3 separate regions of the Sus scrofa genome follow, and regions 2 and 3 are each linked to region 1. Evidence: chromatin contacts called from public promoter capture Hi-C data. All regions are on one chromosome and are shown on one strand. The core of a region is the stretch at or near the end of the contact, and the rest is flanking DNA. Distances in the headings are between cores, read along the strand shown. Region 1 holds the start of CDC27 (cell division cycle protein 27 homolog). Region 2 holds the start of LOC110256160. Region 3 holds the start of ARF2 (ADP-ribosylation factor 2).

The links. Promoter capture Hi-C pulls out the DNA fragments that hold promoters and counts their contacts.
Region 2: a promoter capture Hi-C map of fetal liver shows a contact between it and region 1, with 3 times the contacts expected there. The contact joins the promoter of LOC110256160 here to the promoter of CDC27 in region 1. A contact is called at or near these places in 2 of 5 promoter capture datasets (fetal liver and liver), 2 of 47 Hi-C or Micro-C datasets (heart right ventricle and liver) and 1 of 2 datasets of contacts at active chromatin or transcription factors (alveolar macrophages).
Region 3: a contact with region 1 is called in a promoter capture Hi-C map of fetal liver, with 2.2 times the contacts expected there. The contact joins the promoter of ARF2 here to the promoter of CDC27 in region 1. A contact is called at or near these places in 2 of 5 promoter capture datasets (fetal liver and liver) and 2 of 47 Hi-C or Micro-C datasets (embryonic fibroblasts and heart right ventricle).

What each region holds. Positions count from the first base shown.
Region 1 is chr12:16,809,469-16,812,168 of Sscrofa11.1, forward strand. CDC27 (cell division cycle protein 27 homolog) reads left to right here and starts at 1,400. Exons shown (of 19, transcript XM_003131307.5): 1 at 1,400-1,588. The coding sequence starts at 1,562.
Region 2 is chr12:16,253,477-16,256,413 of Sscrofa11.1, forward strand. LOC110256160 reads left to right here and starts at 1,543. Exons shown (of 1, transcript XM_021068078.1): 1 at 1,543-2,937. The coding sequence starts at 1,543. The coding sequence ends at 2,499. It overlaps TLK2 (serine/threonine-protein kinase tousled-like 2), which reads right to left. Exons shown (of 20, transcript XM_021068152.1): 1 at 2,792-2,937.
Region 3 is chr12:17,446,463-17,449,222 of Sscrofa11.1, forward strand. It overlaps ARF2 (ADP-ribosylation factor 2), which reads right to left and starts at 1,486. Exons shown (of 5, transcript NM_001145220.1): 1 at 1,471-1,486. All of the region lies in intron 1 of LOC102165973 (a long non-coding RNA gene), which reads left to right.

The sequences.
Region 1 (2,700 bases), core at 150-2,649:
CTCTGATGAGACCCCTAGCCTCAGAACCTCCATATGTTGCAGATGTGGCCAGCCCTAAAAAGCAAACAATCAAACACACAATAAAACCCAAATGTTTTCCTTAACCTTAAGGTTACCAAAGAGGGAAGGGAGAGAGAGGGAGAAATTAGGAGTATGGGATTAATAGCTACAAACTACTCTACACAAAATAGATAAGCAACAAGGATTTACTGTATAGCACAGGGAACTATATTTGATATTTTGTAATAAACTATAATGGCAAACAATCTGTAAATATATCTGCATCACTTTGCTGTTCACCTGAAACATAATATTGTAAATCAACTATACTTGAATTTAAAAATATTGCAAAGACTTTTTCTTATCTACCAAAAAATAAAGTTTTGATAGTTCCCTGTTCACACATTCTGGGGGGAAAGGGAGCAGGAAGTAAATTTGAGAACCTCTTAGAGTTTGTTAGACACAGTCACATACTTTAATGCATTTAGTTCTCTTAATTGCTTTTTTTTTTCAGACTAAGGCAACAGAAGTTCAGGGAGGTTGTGACTTGCTTAAGGACCTAATACAATTTAGTGCCAGAGATAAAATTCAAAACTAAGCCTCTGAATTTCCCAATACACCACAATGCCTCTATCAAGAATAAAAAACTCTTCCCTCCTGAGATTTTTCCATGATCTGGCCACCTAAATAATCATTTCCAGTTAACGTACCAGATCTCATTCTACTTCCTTCTATTTTCTCCTTTCTTCTAATTCTACCCATCCTTCGAAACCAGTCTGAAACTTCCTCATCTCAATCCTAATTAATTTCCCTTTCCTCTCTTCTGAATGCTCACATCACCATATAATGTACTATTCTTTGTTACATTAGTTTTCCGTTAAATAGACAATAATCTCTTTGAGGACCGGGGTCCTACAAAATCTTCGGGGGTGGCAATCCTTCCAATTTCCTATTTTCCTTTTGAGCCTTGAATAGATAGTTCTGGAATGAATGAATGACCTAAACTCAAAATACAGATAATTCTTGTTTAACTAAAGTCAACCCCAAACTCTTGGGTTTAACCCTTTGCTTAATCTGCAGCGCACCAATTAATCCAGCAAGGTTGAGCGGAGAAGCAAGGCGGCCACCGGGTCACGTAACGATCCCAGCTGACTCCTGCAGCCATGCCCAGCCTACTGGTTGCGGATTGGGCGTGCCCTAGGGTGGCCCATGGGGGGCGTGGCGTGCGTGAGTGAAGGCATGGCGTAGAAGTGGAACCTACGCACTGGGTTACACTCGGTAATCTCCGGTAATCCTCGACAATTTCCGGCAACGGTCTCCTCCTCCGTCGATACACCTCGGGTATTTCCGGTTTCCTTCGGTCATTTCCGTCTGGCTCCCGCCCCGGTCTCTCCACTTCGGGTTTTTCCGTGTCCCTTTCGGAAGTACTCGGCAATCGCTCGGCCTCCCCCATCCCCCGGTAACGGTCGCTGGTGAGTTTAAATGAGCCGGGGCTGGCCGGGCCGGAGCCGCTACGGGGGGGGGCCTGAGGCACTGCAGAAAGTGGGCCTGAGCCTCAAGGATGACGGTGCTGCAGGAACCCGTCCAGGTAATGGTAACCCCCTTCGCTGAGGCTTGGCTCGCAGCCTTGGTCTGGAAGCAGCGTATGGCCACTTCGCGGCCTGGTGCGGCCTAGGCCCGGCTGCTTCTCCCGCCTCCCCTCTCGCCGGCTTCTGCCTGTCTTCTCGTCAGTTCCGAAGCCTTGCCCGCAACCTAAGCCGTGTTACCTCTGGCCCTACATTACTTCTTCCCCCAGCAGGAGCGGGGTTCGTTGATAAGACCCCCTTTCCCTTCCAGGCCAACGTCGAGCGAACCCCTTCTGTCAGTCTGGGGGCCGGGCCCGGGACGGGTTTGGGATGAGGGGGCGGAAAACTAGCCCCAGGTGCTCTCTTGCCTGAAGATGATTGGGAAGCATATTTGATCAGCGTTTGCAGGATCTTCATAATGGTGGGGCAAGTTTGCGGGGAGAGTGTTGTTTTTGATTTTGTTTTTGTTTTTTTGTGAGTAGGTGGAGGGAGGGTAGGATCGGTGTTTTTAATACTAATTTCTATTTCGGTGACAGACTTTGTAACCCACGTTGCTTTTCTCGCCCAGTAAACTTCCTTCTGGACAATGATTTCCGTCGAGAACTCCAAGGCCCGGTGCTGAGATGCAAGCACCTATTAAAGGGGAGAGGGTGGAAACGGCAAGTTGGGTTTTTTCCATGACCTATGATGGGAATCAGGAGTGTTTTATTGTACGTGTTTATAAGGCGTTCAGGAAATGAAAGGCAGATAATGATTTTTCCGTCCGTACCACACCAAGGTATGTTTTGATGCAAAGTGCTCCATTGGCTTGGAAGGAACCCTATTGGATTTTAAGTGTGTGATGATGCAGTGCCAAGTCATTCCCCCCCCCCCCAAGACATCTGAAGAAACTGAATCTTTTGTCCCTTGGTGATGGACCAGGTCTGGGAGACTTTATGCCTACCCTATGATCTTTGAATTGATTAAAAGAGTTGACCTTTATCAACTACTGTCTTTGAGTCAGGGACTTTCTTTATTTTGAAGTTAAAAAAAGAAACCAATTTTAGAAGTTCTTTCATATTGCCCTTAATAGGCCTATTCACTACTTACTATTGGTATCACATAGTAAAAAATTTAATACATCACTCCTTCCATA
Region 2 (2,937 bases), core at 293-2,792, 560 kb before region 1:
AGATTTGATTTAAACAGCAAAAAAACCCCTCCAGTCCTTCACAGAATGGCTGTAAGAGTTGAGCAAGAACCAGCTTATAAAAGAAAATTTTTTCTATCAATCTTTGAATTTAGGTAAGTACTTTCAGATATTTTTTTCCCAAACACACAGGAACTAATTCTTAACCTAAAAATATGAATCATTAATAATAACTTCAAAATAATACAGCATGAATCAGAAGCTACAAATAACTTCAAATAACGCTTTTATATACCTCCTTCCTCTGAGGAGCCCACAGTTGCTCATGAAAAAGGGAATTAATTATTCCAAATTTAATAGAGATCCCATGGTAAAACCATAACCTGCATTCACTCAGGAAATTAGTGTAGCTTCATAACCATCCCTTTACAAAATGTGCCACTCCCTGGAGCAGTAGGTTTCTCTAGACATCTGCTTTTAGCACTCCTTCCAAGCAGGGAGGGGCAGAAGGACACCATTTTTAAACTCCTTCCATGACCAATTAATGCACAGGCTAACTCTCAGCAAATACCTCCATCGTTTGCAAGAGATCAACTCCTGCGGAACCCATTGGAAACCTTTCTAATGTTAAAAGTGGAAAAGGAGCATATACCATTACATAGAACCCCTCCGAACATATCATTAGCTACTGGAATGACTGGCATGATAGAAAAGTTCCCTGAAAACATGAATTCAACATTCTCCTCTGCAATCTAACAACTCCACAATTTCCAGTAACAACCCCTACAAAGTCCTCCAGTTTCATTTCCCTTCCTGGATTGAGAGCCTGGGGCAAAGGGGAATGAAAAGGGTAGCAAATTAAAGTTTCACCCACACAAACAAGTGCAGATTAGAGAGAGAATAAGGAAATTTTCGGAAGGGTAAAAAGGCATCTTTAAAAAGAAAAACAAAAAGAAAAAGGAAAGAAAAAAAGGAGATTCAAAGTGTTTCCCCTAAGTGGCCTTCCGAGTCTCGCCCTGCCCTAATCGAGGCCGGAATGGCAGAGGTTGAAGCCTCCCTCAAGCCCCAGGGTCTCTCGGCACATTTCCTAAACCTCCATCCCCAGGCCTGGCCCGGAAAATGACGCCCCAGCGGTTATTCCATTTAATGTCAACTCATGTTAAGGAAAGATCCACACTGTCTCATTCCAGCGGGGCCTTGGACTGGAATCCTCCCTGCAGCCCACAGCCGAGAAGCAGGGCCGATGGGGCCTGGTCCCGGCGCCCCTCGCCTCCCGCCGGTTCCAAACTTTCCCCAACTCCAGGCCCACCTGTCACGGAGGGAGGGCGGGCCAGCTCTCGGGGGCGCCCGGGAGGCTGCCGGGGCCTCCAGCTGCCGGGGCGCCCCCCTCTTCCCGCCGGCCGCCGGCCCCACTCCCAGGCCGGGGCCGCTTGGGCCTCCCCCATCTTCGGCCCGGCCCCTCGGCGACCCGCAGCCCTCGGGAAGCCCCTCCCGCCTCCGCGCCGAGAAGCTGCGGCCCGGCGCCGGCCCTCGGGTGGGCCTGGGCCGCAACCTCCTCAGCCGAGGGGGTCGCCCGGACGGTTAATGCCTCAGGCCTGGCGCCCTCCCCCGCCCGGGGCTCAGCCTCTCACCTGCCGCCGCCGCCGCCGCCGCTCCACGCTCCTCCCGGGAGGGGCCCCGACCCGACCCGGCTGCGGACCGCTCTGCACTCCCCCTGGGCAGGCCCGGGGCGGAGCCGGGGCCTCTCCTGAGCGCCGCAACCCCCCGCCCGGGCAGCCGCCGCCGGCGCCGGGCTCCACGAGAGGGCGGGCGGGGGAGGGGGGCCTCGGAGGCCGCAGATCCCCGGGCTCGCGTACAGAGCCAGGCGCCCGACGCGGGCCCGGGCCCGGGAGGCCGCGGGGGGCGCGGGACCGGCCTCCTGGCGCCGGACAAAGGCCAAGGGAGGCGCAGAAGAGCCCAGGCCCGGTCGGGAGGTGGGGGCCCGCTCGACTAGGGGCCACTCGGGTGCGGCGTGGAGGGCGGGGGGGTCGGAACCGCTGGTGCCCAAGACCCGCCTCCGGCCCCTTAATCCGGATCGGTTCGGTCCGGATTAGTAGTGATCGGTGTAAACACACTAGTGAAACCGCGTGTTTCCTCGCGAGATTTGCACGGCTGGGAGGCGGGGGGGTCCTGGGGGGGTGGGGGAAGCGCCGACAGTGGGGGAGGAGGGGGAGGGGAAGAGGAAGGTGGGGGGGGTCCCCGCTGCCCCGGCGCCCCGCCTCCTCCAATCAGCGGCCGGGTTGGCGGGCAGGGGTTAACCAGGGGACCCCGCGCCGGCAGAGGAGGCCGCTGCCTCGCCGGGCGGCTGAGGGCGGGCAGGCAAGCGCTCCAGCCAGAGTGGCTGCGACGCGAGGGGAGTCGGACCGGCCCGGGCCGGAGTCCCAGAGCCCCCGCCGCCGTTTTCGTAAGGTCGGCCCCCGCCCCGCGGAACTGGCCCCAGTCGAGGCGGGTGGGCCGGCACCCTGGGTCGCGGACCGGCGTGGGAGGGCCCTCGCCGCCTGAGCTGGTTGCTTCCCCGACCCGCCTCCCAGAGCCCGGCGTCCGCCTAATCCCTGGTCTCCACGAGTTTGGGTGAGAAGCGGGGTTGCTCTGCCCAGGATGGATTTTAGAGGAAGAAAGCCCATGAGCCAGCAAACCCCGCCCGAACTTCCCCGGAGACGCCCAGTTAGTGAGTTGGCTGTGCCCACCGGTGTTGCCTAGCTCCCACGCCCCGCCGCTCTCCAACCCCACAGTCCTGCTCCCCAAACCCACATATGCCGCCATCGACAGCGGACAGCGTTTCCCCTCCACGTACCTGGTTGGCTGGACGTCTCCAGGGACTAGAGGTGCCCTGGGATCAAGGCTGAGCCCCCACCCCCACCAGGATGCGGCCCTGCGGAAGGGGGGGCGCTGCCCCAAAGGGACTCTCTCCGTACGCCCTGGGGGAGGTTCCATTTCAAC
Region 3 (2,760 bases), core at 236-2,735, 640 kb after region 1:
CACTACTGCAGCTTCGGCACAGGTCACAAGTGTGGCTTGGATCTGATCCCTGGCCTGGGAACTCCATATGCCTCAGGGCAGCCAGAAAGAGGGGAAAATAATACAATTTACATATAGATATAAACATACATGATAACATTTACTTCAATGAAATGTCATAAACCAAATCAAAAAATGATTTGTTGTACCCAGATTTCCTCGTGCCCCTTCCCAGTCATTACTCCCCAAAAGGTGTACTGACATCTAACTGCATAAATGTTCAGTATTTTATTTTTCAGTCGAGTGCATGAAAGATTATATAAAAGAAGCTAATAGCAAAGACAGATTGGCTTTGCCGAAATTTACTCTACATCTTTAATTTTAACGAATCAGCCTATTTGAAGTGTGAGCTTGACATTCCAATTAAAGACTTAGAAGCAGTACTGAATACAACCCTTGTTTCCCTTTCAACTGCAAACCAAAGGAAAACTTTACTCCTGGGCAGAGCAGGGATAAGATGGAACAAGAACAGTCCATCTCCCATTCATCAGAACCCTAGGGACCTCAGAGGGGAGGTCACCAAATTCGAGGCCCCACCTCTAAAACTGAACCTTGTCCTACAGTAGCTTAACTTCATGGATGATGTCCAAGCACACATCGTTTTATTCTACGACCTGAGAAAAGGAGCAGAGCATTTATCCTGCACATAAATTAGGTATAGGCAAACTACTCTAACCAAAGAATGATGCTCAATGTTTTAATCATTCTTACAAGAGCCGCACAGAGTAAGTATATAGAAATACAACGCACTGCAGTACTCAAAAAGCTTGTTGGGCGACAAACTAAAGAGTCTTTGTCTTTGTTTCCGAAAAAGGACAAATCTCATAAATGAGAAAAACAGTGAGGAACATGCTGGGAGAAGGAAGGTTACTTCCCACTTGCATGTCCTATGAAGCAAATACTCGATTCCTCCTCCCAACCGCACACAGTATACACATCCCATGTTCTCCCTCCGGCCTCTCTTTTTTCCTACTCATCTGCTGAGCTGCTGCAGACCCTCTGGAAGACGCTGCCGACCCTGGCGCCTCTTTGGCACGCTCACCCTCCCCTCCCACGAGCACCAACTGTCCATCAGGGAGAATTGCGGGAAGATGTCCAGGACAAGAACCGGAGCAAGTGGCCAAGTGGGCGTGCGCAGCGGGCGAGCAGACGCGCCAGGTCCCCGGGGAAGGCCTCCGAGTGTCCCCTCTGCCTGGCCTCCAGGCCTCTTCCTCTCGAACTGCGGGCCCTCGGGAGAGCAGAGAGCCCAGCAGAGGATGAGAGCCAAGTCTCTCGATCCCCGCAGCCTGGCCATTCTTCTCATAGGGCGGAAAAGGGACAGGGAACCCAAACGCTTTGTGAAGGCCACCTGCTGCTGTCTAGTTTCCCGACCTCTAAAGGTGCGGAAATCCAGCCAGGCCTTCAGCCATCTCTCCCTCGCCTGTGACTCACCTGCCGCCGAACTAAGCACTGGTACCAATACCGCTGCCTTTAAGAATTCGGATCCCCTCCGCAAAATGGCGACAGGCTCGGGGCGGGAACAGTAACCAACCAATCACTCCCTGACTCTTGGAGTTTATTTCTACCAATGAGCTCGAAGTTCCGTGAGTGACGACAAGTCTGACCAATGCCAAGGAGAATAAAAGCCTAGGAGGGCGGACACCCGCCCCTGGGGACCTAGGCGACGGCACGAAGCTTTGGAAATACCGGCTTCATTCTCCAATGACAACGCACCGCGTCCCGGCGAGACACGCCCATGTGCCCCGTCCCAGTGCTGCTCGTGACCAATCAAAAAAGTAAAAAAAAAAAAAAACTCCGATTTGCTCTGCCAATCAACTAGGAAAATTTCCACGGATTGAACGAACCCAGGGAGTATTAGGACCAACTGGGTGCGGGCATGTGGGCGTGGCCAAGTTCTGGGCGTTATTTAAGGAAATTTGCCTTGGTTGAGCTAAAAGTAGAAACTAGTTTGGGGCGTTGGTCTGTGTGGGAAACACCAAGACGCCGACACCAGAGTTAGACATAAGGAAGGTTTCCTATTTAGTGTGAAGCTAGACAGCCGCCCTGTTTTTGAACAGATTTTCAACAGTTGGGAAAAATGCTAGCAACCTGCACCTTCGTTCAGATGCTCAGGACCACGGTCTTGAGAAGTGTTCTCATTAATTCAACACCTAATGCCAACTTGGTTCACTGAAAAGTTTACAAACGCCCGTAAATGGCATATAACTGTGCATTTTAGGAAAAACTAACATCTGTTAATATGTGCCAGGAAATATGTCGAGAACTTGACCTGCATGATATAACGCTCCGTGAACTGGAATCTACTATTATTCCCATTTTACAAAGAGGAAAATGAAATAGTAGGTCAGAGTTTTAAGTTCAGGTCTGACGCCTTAATCTTTTTAACCAAATACTTTCTTGATCGTGATGACTGTATATGTGTATGTATGTGTGTATATATATATATATGTATGTGTATATATATATATGACAGTAAATACAAGAAAGTATGAGAGGTTTTTCTACATGATTCTTTTAAAATTATAATTTTTCCTAACTATAACAAAATTATAGTAATTTTTTAAAGTATAATAAAAAAAAAAAGACACTCCCCACCAGAGAGAGAGACAAAAAAGAGAAAAAAAAAAAAAAAAAAAAAACACCCATCATCCTATTATCCAGAGGCAGTCACTGTTACCATTTTGGTTTATTTCTTTCCAGTCATTTTTCCATGAAATTTTT